2 separate regions of the Gossypium hirsutum genome follow, and region 1 is linked to region 2. A link is a contact called in public Hi-C data. All regions are on one chromosome and are shown on one strand. The core of a region is the stretch at or near the end of the contact, and the rest is flanking DNA. Distances in the headings are between cores, read along the strand shown.

Region 1 (4,727 bases), core at 450-2,949, 100 kb before region 2:
TGCAATATCATATCTGACAAGATAGGCACCAAAAACAAAAGTTTAAGGATTTTTTTCATTTGTATATTTTCATTTCATTTAACATCTTTCCCTACTCTCTAATTGCCACAACTAGATAGAAATAGATGATAATAGAAGTGCAATTCACTTTTTGACATTTTGGTTCTACCATCATTTTCTGTATATCAATGCTTTACCGAAACATCTGTTGAAAGGTCTTCTCTGTTGTAGATCTGACCAAGGTTGGAGAGGTTGTTGGCAATCTGGATGGCATCTGGTGAGGGAAGATCCTGTAATCAATGACAAGTTTAGTATCTCATCAGGTCATCTACAAGGGACATGTATGTTGGAGTTATGTAGACTTAATTGTCAAAGCATAATGCAAAACTACATTCATATACTTCATTGCACCACACATTCTATAGATGTGTGTTTATTTCATTTAACTTTGGATGACTGCCGTGACAACTGCATCTCGACATTTGTACTGAAAGCCATAGAAAATATAAAAACCCAAATGTAACTTGTAGCTTACTGTTGCATGCGCCCTTGATTCAACAATTTCTACATTGTTGTAGTGGAAGGAAGCTGAAATGGCAGCTTGCTGGAGGAGAATAGATCCTATAGACAGAGTTGGTGCAACTAGGCAACCCTAAAATATTTCGTATTCGTTAGAATTACAACAAGTTACTTGGCTCTGCAAATTAAAGCGGTATAAAATATTTTGTGAGACAAGTAGACATTGAAATATATCTCACCCTGTCCTCACCATGCTGGCTTTCTCGCAAAATGCAGATAATGCTGATATTGTGTCAACCGTAATCCGAGGCACATAAACCACACTTCTCAGACCAAATGCTGTTGCCTATGAGAAGTTGAAAAGAAAACTATTATCAGCTATTCTAGTATAACTCTTAGAAAATTTACATTTCAGTGGTCATATGAAAAATATGGTTTATCCTTGCTTATTCACTGAGGCTGCAAAATAAGTTGATATAAGAATATAGTAGTGTTTAGATACCGAACCTGTTTTACGTTGTCATAAACTGCTGAAGGCTTAGTGAAATCAACAACGACTCCTGTCTCTTTTGACTGATAGAATTATTGTGATCAAAATGGTATGACCGGTGAAGTCAACTTAAAAAGATATTGAAATTGGAATGCTACCTGAGATATCGAACCTAAAACCATAGTGAGATCATTCACGATAGGAATTTCTAGAGGCTCTTCCATATCACACACCTAATGTAGAAAAAGGAACTGTTAAAAGTTGGATTTTATAGCCAAGTGATTATTGAGGGGGTAAAAGTGCATGGAACAAGACATGAATGGACTTTAAACCTTTCCTATATCTTCTCCCACACAATAGGAATCCACTGCACCGGCCACCTCCATTCCTCTAGCTTTAGTCACTGCAATTACTGCAGCCCTTCCTATTTCCTTTGCTGCTCCATTTATAACAACCTGTTTCCCCAAATTGTGAACAAACAACTTCTTAATCACCATGAATAGTAACGCAGAAAATTTTTTGTGCAGGTATTGAACCACTACCTTAATATTGCTTTGAGAGGGTTGCACTGAGCAAGAGAAGGAAGGCCTAACTCTGGCATTGCAAGGAAGTCGATGGATAGCAAGATGAAACTGGCAGCTCAAGGTCGCCATGGATGTTCTTAAATATATTTAGCTACTGAGCCTTCTCAGCTGATAAGGGTAAAATCTTCTTTGCCTAAAACCTTTTATTGTCACGCATGCTTTGTTCCTCGGATAAGGTTTGTGTGGGTTTTGACAAGCCTCTTTTGGAGAGTATTGTATGATAGCGACATGCATGTCTTAGCAGTGAGCTCGTATAATTCATGAAATAGGCTGCTAAGTATTTTATTTTTCTTTACTCTTTTAATTATAAGATTCGGTGAAATAAAAATTCACCGTTTGCTTTTTGATTTTATCAAGTAATAAATATTTGATTAATTGAAACCCAAAGCAAAAGAAATCCGAGGTGTTATAAACTACACAGTTTGATTATCTAACTTTCATAAGTGTTTATTTTGGGTATTGAGAATAAAAAAAATTACAAATTGAGTACTATTGTTAACAACCGTTTTTCATTTTAGTCTCCCATATTTAATAGACTTTTATTTTGATCACTCGCTATTAATTCAATATTATTTTACACTCATTTTAGTCATTCAACTTTAATAACTTTTCATTTTGGTTACTCATTTTTCTTTTAAAATTTAATTTAATTTAATTTAACCTTTTAGAATTATTTTTTGTTTCTTCTCTGTAAAAGGGAAAAACCAAGGGTTTATAGGAATTATAGGGAAAAATCTTTTTAATTCCCTTTAATTTTTAAAACATTGGGTTTTCACAGGGAAAACCATTTTTTTTTTTAATTTTCCAACCTAGGTTTCTTCAGGAAAATACTTGGTTTGTATGGAGAATTGAGTTAAACATGGTTTCATCTCCAGGATTGAATAACTCAATGTCGTACAAAAGCTAGGTTTATTTTGAAAATATTAAAATTAATTTTTAAAAAGTGAGCGGCCAAAATGAAAACTTATTAAAATTTTATGACTAAAAAGAGTGTACAATAAATTGAATGAACGGTTGACCAAAAATTAAATCTTATTAAAGTTGAGTGACTAAAATGAAAACAATTGTTAATGGCAGTGCCTAATTGCAAATTTTTTATTTCTAATGCCTAAAATGAAAACTTATTAAAGTTATATGACCAACTACGCAGTTTACCTTAAAATTTAACAATCATCAGTTATATAGCTTGTAGTAACCTTAAAAATTTTGTTATATGATATTTTCATATGATTGAGTTAGTGTCAAGAGTCAACTTGACACAATTCAGTCAAAAGAAATTATCAAATTAACCTTGTATATTTTAATTAAGTTATATTATTATGATGACATTTTTGTCTTTCTTTTTTTTTAAAAAAAAGTCAATAAAAAAATTACAAATATAAAGCCAGTGTTATTTGAATCGAACCGGCCGGTTGGATCTTGAATTAGCCGAGGTATTGATTTGGAAAGTGACTTTCAACCTATTAGATTGAGAACCGGCAAACCGATTAAAAAACTAGTTGAACAGAAAGTTGAATCAACTAAAATACCGGTTGAACAGACGTTTGAATTGAGATTTTTTTAAATTTTATTACTCTTTTTGGATTTTTAATTGGACCGGTGATGTAACATCCTATTTTGGTGAGTACTGAATTTGGTGAGCAAACCGAAAGTAATCTAAGTGGCGTCGTGTTATCTGCCTAATTGATACTTTTGGCGTATAGATCAGGTGCATAGTACATGTTAGATTATTGAAAAAAATGTTTACAGCATGTGTTGAGTCATTAAGAGGAAATTGGTAAAAGTATTGAGGATTTTGGGTAACTTGGGTAATCGCCGGAGGTAATGTATGCCCAATTCATTTAGTCATGATCTAAATGAATTGGTTAGGAACTAGTTGAATAGAGGAACCAAAGAAAAATATAAAAATATTGGGTTTTCATAGCTGTAAATCATTTATAAAGGCAGTGGTGACAGTTTGTAACACGTGTCAGGTTCCAATAAGGGTTCAGGTTAGATATTTAGATATTTGGGTTAGAAAAAGAGGAAGTTTTACTTCTTCCTTTTTCAAGAAGTATTGTTACCCGAAACTTAAAAAACTTCAAATATTTCTTTCTCCTTGAAGCTGGAGTTATAGATCTGGATCTTCACTAGTGATTACTCCATGTCAAGGTAAGATTTATGGCTGTGCATGTTATGTTGTGAAAGAGTAAAACTATTATATTTGGTAAATCAGAAAGATAAAGAAAAAGTGAATTTTTTGGGGATTTTCAATGTTAGAAATGATGGAAAAAGGGATATATGAATAGATCTTGATGGATTTTCATGTTCTGTAGAAGTAGTTGATGCTGATTTGTGTGATGAAAGTCTGGATATGGAGTTTTGGGCTGCAGTAGGTGAGAACTAGGTGAGTCTCTAAGTTAACTCTTGTATGAATACTATTCATATGAAACATTTCTGTAGAAAATAAGGACACCAAAGCTAGAAAAGTATAGTATGATGGTTATGTAACTGTATGAGTGATTGTTGAAAATAGAATGCGTGTTATGGTATGGAATGTGAGAAGTTTAGGTTCGGTCACATATGTGTGTGTCGGACGTATGTTATAGGGTATGATCTATTAAAAGATAAGCGTGGTTTGTGTTAGTGAACGAATGGTCGTGAAGTGAGCTTGTGTCTGTCTCCACGGTATTGTTTAAAGGGGTCTGTCAGGACTTTAAACACGAATTCTAAAAGGAAAAGTCCATGGCCATGTATAAGTAAGTGAGACTATGTATTTTAGTTTGAGATTTTGTAGTTAAGTAAGTTTTCTTTATCTATAAATTGTATAAGTAAATTAAGTTTGTGTTTGTATTTGTGTGGTAATACCAAGATCTCGATCCGGATGATCGAATCGAATTGAGGGCGTAGTGGATGATCTAGTGATTTTATTGGTTCGATCACTAATCCAATTTAGAAAACATTGATTGAGGCTTTAACCCATGCCACCAGCGTCTATATTTTTTTTACCACTTAAACAAAAGTTTTATTTTAATAATTTTTATACATTTCAATGTTATTATACAAATTGTTTCACTCATATTGTTTGTATATATTGATGACTAGTTTTTTATCTTGTACGATGCACAAATTTGGTTTTACTTTTCAATTAAAGT
Region 2 (4,581 bases), core at 396-2,895:
TTATAGCATTGTTTTTTTTTCTTAAATTGGTATCGAGTTAATTTGTGACACTAATTTAAACGATAACACTATCAATAAGATTATGGCATACCCATTATATGAATAAAAATAATTATATAATATATTTATTAAGAATTCATATAAAAATTAATTATTACTTTAATTAAAGTGTCAAAATTAGGAGAGTATATATTTGGTGTCTTGGGTTAAAATGTTATTACAAGTATGATTCTTTTCTATATTTTTATAAAAACAATACTGTTAAATTAACATTTATTACTTTATTAAAATTTATATAATTTAATAATTGAGTTGATAATTAATTAAGGGTGATAGTAAAAATAATATAGATAATAAGTTAATAAGATTTTGCTCAATGAAAAACGAACCCTTGAATTGAGTGAAATATGGCCCAACTAAGCTTTAAACCTAATACTATTAAAGTGATCTTTTATAAGATTTTCTTACCTTAATCAATTTAATTAATGATCGAACTTTAACTACCATCCATGTCAAAAGCTAAATGTCTGTCATGGATCCACCAGCATATAAAATACTTAAAAAATAAATGTTAAATCAAGTTTGATGTAGGAAAATTTTGAACGGTGAATGACAGAGAGGCTTATCCCGATTTCAAAGAGGAAAACCATTCTTCTGTGGTACTTTTTGTAGGCTTATGAGATACACTTTCCGTAATTACCTCGAAGATTGCAATCATGGCTTTACTGATGTTATCCTTGGCTAAGAATGACGTGTTTAAAGATTGAGCATGTGAATTACTTGGTAAAATTTTGGTTTGAAACGTCACATAATTTGAGAAAAGAATCCATGTTTAACTTGTTACATGAAGTTTGATGAATTGTGTTGTATTCAAATTAAGTTTTAATTGATTGCCCATTACCCTTTTTTTCAGTTGATTGTCCATTACCTTTAAATTGGATGTTTAAACGTATGTGCCAAATTTCTTAACAAAATTTAAGAAAGCTTAGTGAATAGCACCAACAAAACGTTATCAGTAATCAAATTGTTAAATTTTCTTTTTCAATATTCTTCTCAATTTTACAATTTAATCTCTATCAATTTTAAAAGTAAAAAATTAACAAAAATTCATCATAACATTAATATATTTTTGTTTATTGTGCAAAATTTTGATTGTTATAATGATAATTTTAATTTTCGATGTGTACATATTTTGTTAATTTGATCTTAATTATAAAAAAATTAATAAATTTAACCTCAACATTTATACATTTATAAAAAAATATTGTAGATTGAATTTGTTAAATCATGATTAAATTAATAGAATATATAAATTATGAGAGCTAAATTTGTTATTATATTAATCAAATTTATGTAAAATTGATGAAAAACATTAATATTATAATTAATTATTCTTAATTTCTTATTTTTAAAATGAATATATTAAATTAATTTGATTTTTTTGAAGGGGAACAATTTGTTTAATGTGGAAATTGAGATTAATCCAAATAGTATAAATTTGTCTTTTTTAACTACTTTTTTTTAAAAGTGTATTTCTCTACTTTAAGGGTGTTCCAAGTTGACACGGAATCGTAGTCCACTTGGGGTCACCAAGCTGTCTCGAAAATGCATGCATGATGATGGATCCAAGCCCAAGCTCCCGGGTTGCAAAAAGCCACCTTTGGTTTGTGAGCGTCCGAGCCTAATGCTTCGCTTTCATTAGGCGCTTGTCTCCACAAGAGGGCGCCACTATCTCTATTGTTGCCATTATCCCCGTAGTATCTACTTATCTACATATCTATCCGGTTTCTTTTTCCTTTTTCTTTCTGGTCTATTTTGGCGGTGGTCCATCCTCTGAAAATAACTCCATTCTTGGTTATTCATCTCTAAAATGCTACTTTGCTTTTAAACAAATAGCAATGCGTGAGAGTGTGTGGGTTTTTTTTTCCTTTTAACAAAGAGAGTGGGATTTTATTTGTAGTTATCACTTGGAATGTTACATTCCTTGTAATCTTGTAGTGTTACATACCTAATGTAAATGTAATTGCTGGTGACCTAACCAAATATCAGTAATCAGTGTTCCATTTGATTTTTCTTTTGAATGATATATATCAAGAGGAATAGACTAGAAATCTCTTTTTGGTTTTTTTATCTTGAATTTAGGTACCTTACAACACTCAAATGACATTTATAATTGATTTAATTTTAAAAATATGTAAAGTTTGAACTTGATGGTTAATTTCATTGATAGAAATAATAGCATCTACTTTTTTCAAATGTAATCTCATTCAATCTACTTTAAATATAATGCAAGTTGTGACTGTAATATATATATATATAATAAAAAATTATATATAGACCAAAGTAAAAGTTATGAAATAAATGAATTTGGTACAAGTGTTCTAAAGTCATTTATTAAACCGAAAATAGAGAGAAGAAAAAGAAAGGTAAGAGATAAAATTTGTATATTTATGCTTGTGTTTTTTTTAATATTATATATGTATTTTTATAAATGTATATGGAGAGAAAATTTTTATTTTTATTAAATAATATATTTAAAGACATTAGTTTGAATATTTATTATTGAATTTATTCAAGATTGACATATGATAAAATGTTTACAATTTAAAAATTATTTTTTAATTCTTATTTTGAGTAAAGTATTAAATGATTTTATTCATGCGTCTACTGTTGAGGTAAGTTGTGAAGAAATGATTTAAGTGGTATTTGACAATGTCCACTACTACCCATCACTATGATAGTAGAGTGAAACTAGTTATATTTGGGGTTGGCAATATATTGAAACAAAATCTTTGGGTTGTTGAGTTAGTGGATATTTTCAAAATATGGAAACACATAAATGTAAACCAATCTGTTACCTATGAAGATTGGATTGTAGTTGATTGAATTGAACAATTACAACCCTTGAATTATGGAGAATCATTTGGGATCAAGTTATTGTTTTCCTAAAATATTGAATTTCCATCTGATTGTGTTTTTCATTTTGGATTTTATTAGTATATTAATTTTTCTATTTTTTAGTTACCAATTTTTAGGGTTGCTTTGTATTTAATTATTAGTATGTTAGCAAGTTGAGAGACATATATATTATGAGGTTTGTATAGGTTTTAGATGATAGCATACTGAGAGCGCTTTATTTTTTCATTGTGGAACCATTTTTATGAGTGTAATTGAAGTGTAAACCTCAAGTTTTTATAGTCTACATTCTTAAAGGGAGAATTTAGAGGTGAGTGTTATAACACTCGTTGTATTACACCAAGTAAAATAAAACATAGTTTAAACAAACATCTAACAGAAGCCTTATAAAAGTCGATGAGATTATATAAAACGCAAAGTGCATTATTTCCCATACAAAAGTTTCATGTGCATCATTGACAATTAAATATAATTTAAAACAGTTTGGTGTATACGCCTTACAAATGTTCTCATAAAATTATATTTCACTAAGATTTAACATGTCTCAAGAGTACATAGAAATTCTTTTTAAAACAATTAATTGGCGAAAGATGTAAATTATTACAAAGTTACTTACAAAACAATTCTACATGTTACCAGCCCAAATGGTCCTGCATGATTCAGAAAACAAATAAGTAGCTTACTGGCAACAACAAATCTGGCGTAGTCCCTTTTCTACTTAACTCGCCTGAGAAGGAAAATAATAAAGTAAGTTCAAGCGAACTTAGTGAGTTCCAAATGTAATCACAAACAATATACAAGAATTCTACTGGTTATTAAGCACAAACGCTCATAAGATACTCTACCTTTCAAAGTGGTTCGAACGTAATAAACATAATATGCCCAACGGCGTTCACAAAACCTAGATAGACTTGTTCCACCATCTTAACACAACACATGAGTGGTCATTATCCACCAACTTAACTATAACTTATACAACATATTCCATTTACACATGATCCATCCTTGTGACATCCTCAGACCCAAATTCAAAATCAGAATAATATAAATCAGATTTATTCATGTGCATATACCTCCTTAACACCTCATATCATTTTTGTTCAATTGAACATGTTTCCTCGTGATCTACCAGTCCCTTTTGCAATATAATTGCCGTACCAGAGGCATTACAAACATATCTCTTTGTCATTTATCACATATCACACTTCACATATAGATGGTACTAGGCTCATGCTGCAAAGAGGCCATTTTATATAAAAACATGAACTGACCATATTCACACTGACAATGCTGGTTTAACTCCACCATGATCAGACAACACACATTACACTATCGAGAGAGAACACTTACCTTACCAAATTTATACAACAAGAGGATTTTAGAACACAAGGAAGTAATAAGGAACTCACCAGAAACTCTAAAACATGAATCTACTCTACAAGTCTTTTACCTTTATTGCTCAGAACATCGCTAGCTTCATGAGGTAGATGAGAAACAAATATAAATCTTGAATCATTAAACTATTGTAATGTTAACATGTATGCATGAATAGGTACCATGCAACTGAGAATTAGGAAGTTACCCTCCTTAGAACTAGTTCTAAAAACCTATGTATGCACAATTGCAAATATGTAAATTCCTTCGACAATAACCTAAGGGTTTACA

What was found. A called contact is a pair of places that touch in the nucleus more often than the background predicts.
Region 1: a Hi-C map of leaf shows a contact between it and region 2, with 3 times the contacts expected there. The contact joins the promoter of LOC107892051 here to the enhancer-like site in region 2. A contact is called at or near these places in 3 of 34 Hi-C or Micro-C datasets (leaf and petal).

What each region holds. Positions count from the first base shown.
Region 1 is chrD09:15,753,034-15,757,760 of Gossypium_hirsutum_v2.1, reverse strand. LOC107892051 (dihydrodipicolinate reductase-like protein CRR1, chloroplastic) reads right to left here and starts at 1,699. Exons shown (of 10, transcript XM_016817016.2): 1 at 1,552-1,699; 2 at 1,342-1,464; 3 at 1,168-1,242; 4 at 1,027-1,092; 5 at 770-865; 6 at 536-652; 7 at 198-290. The coding sequence starts at 1,662. LOC107892052 (protein COFACTOR ASSEMBLY OF COMPLEX C SUBUNIT B CCB2, chloroplastic) reads left to right here. Exons shown (of 8, transcript XM_041101848.1): 6 at 232-341; 7 at 1,537-3,744; 8 at 3,909-4,387.
Region 2 is chrD09:15,652,430-15,657,010 of Gossypium_hirsutum_v2.1, reverse strand. No RefSeq gene overlaps it. Among protein-coding and RNA genes, the nearest start is that of LOC107892687, 27 kb to the left of the region's middle. Within about 2 kb of position 1,645, at least 2 of the 9 cell types and tissues checked have an H3K27ac peak or open chromatin away from gene starts, as enhancers often do. A contact at or near this core is called in leaf, where this site is marked.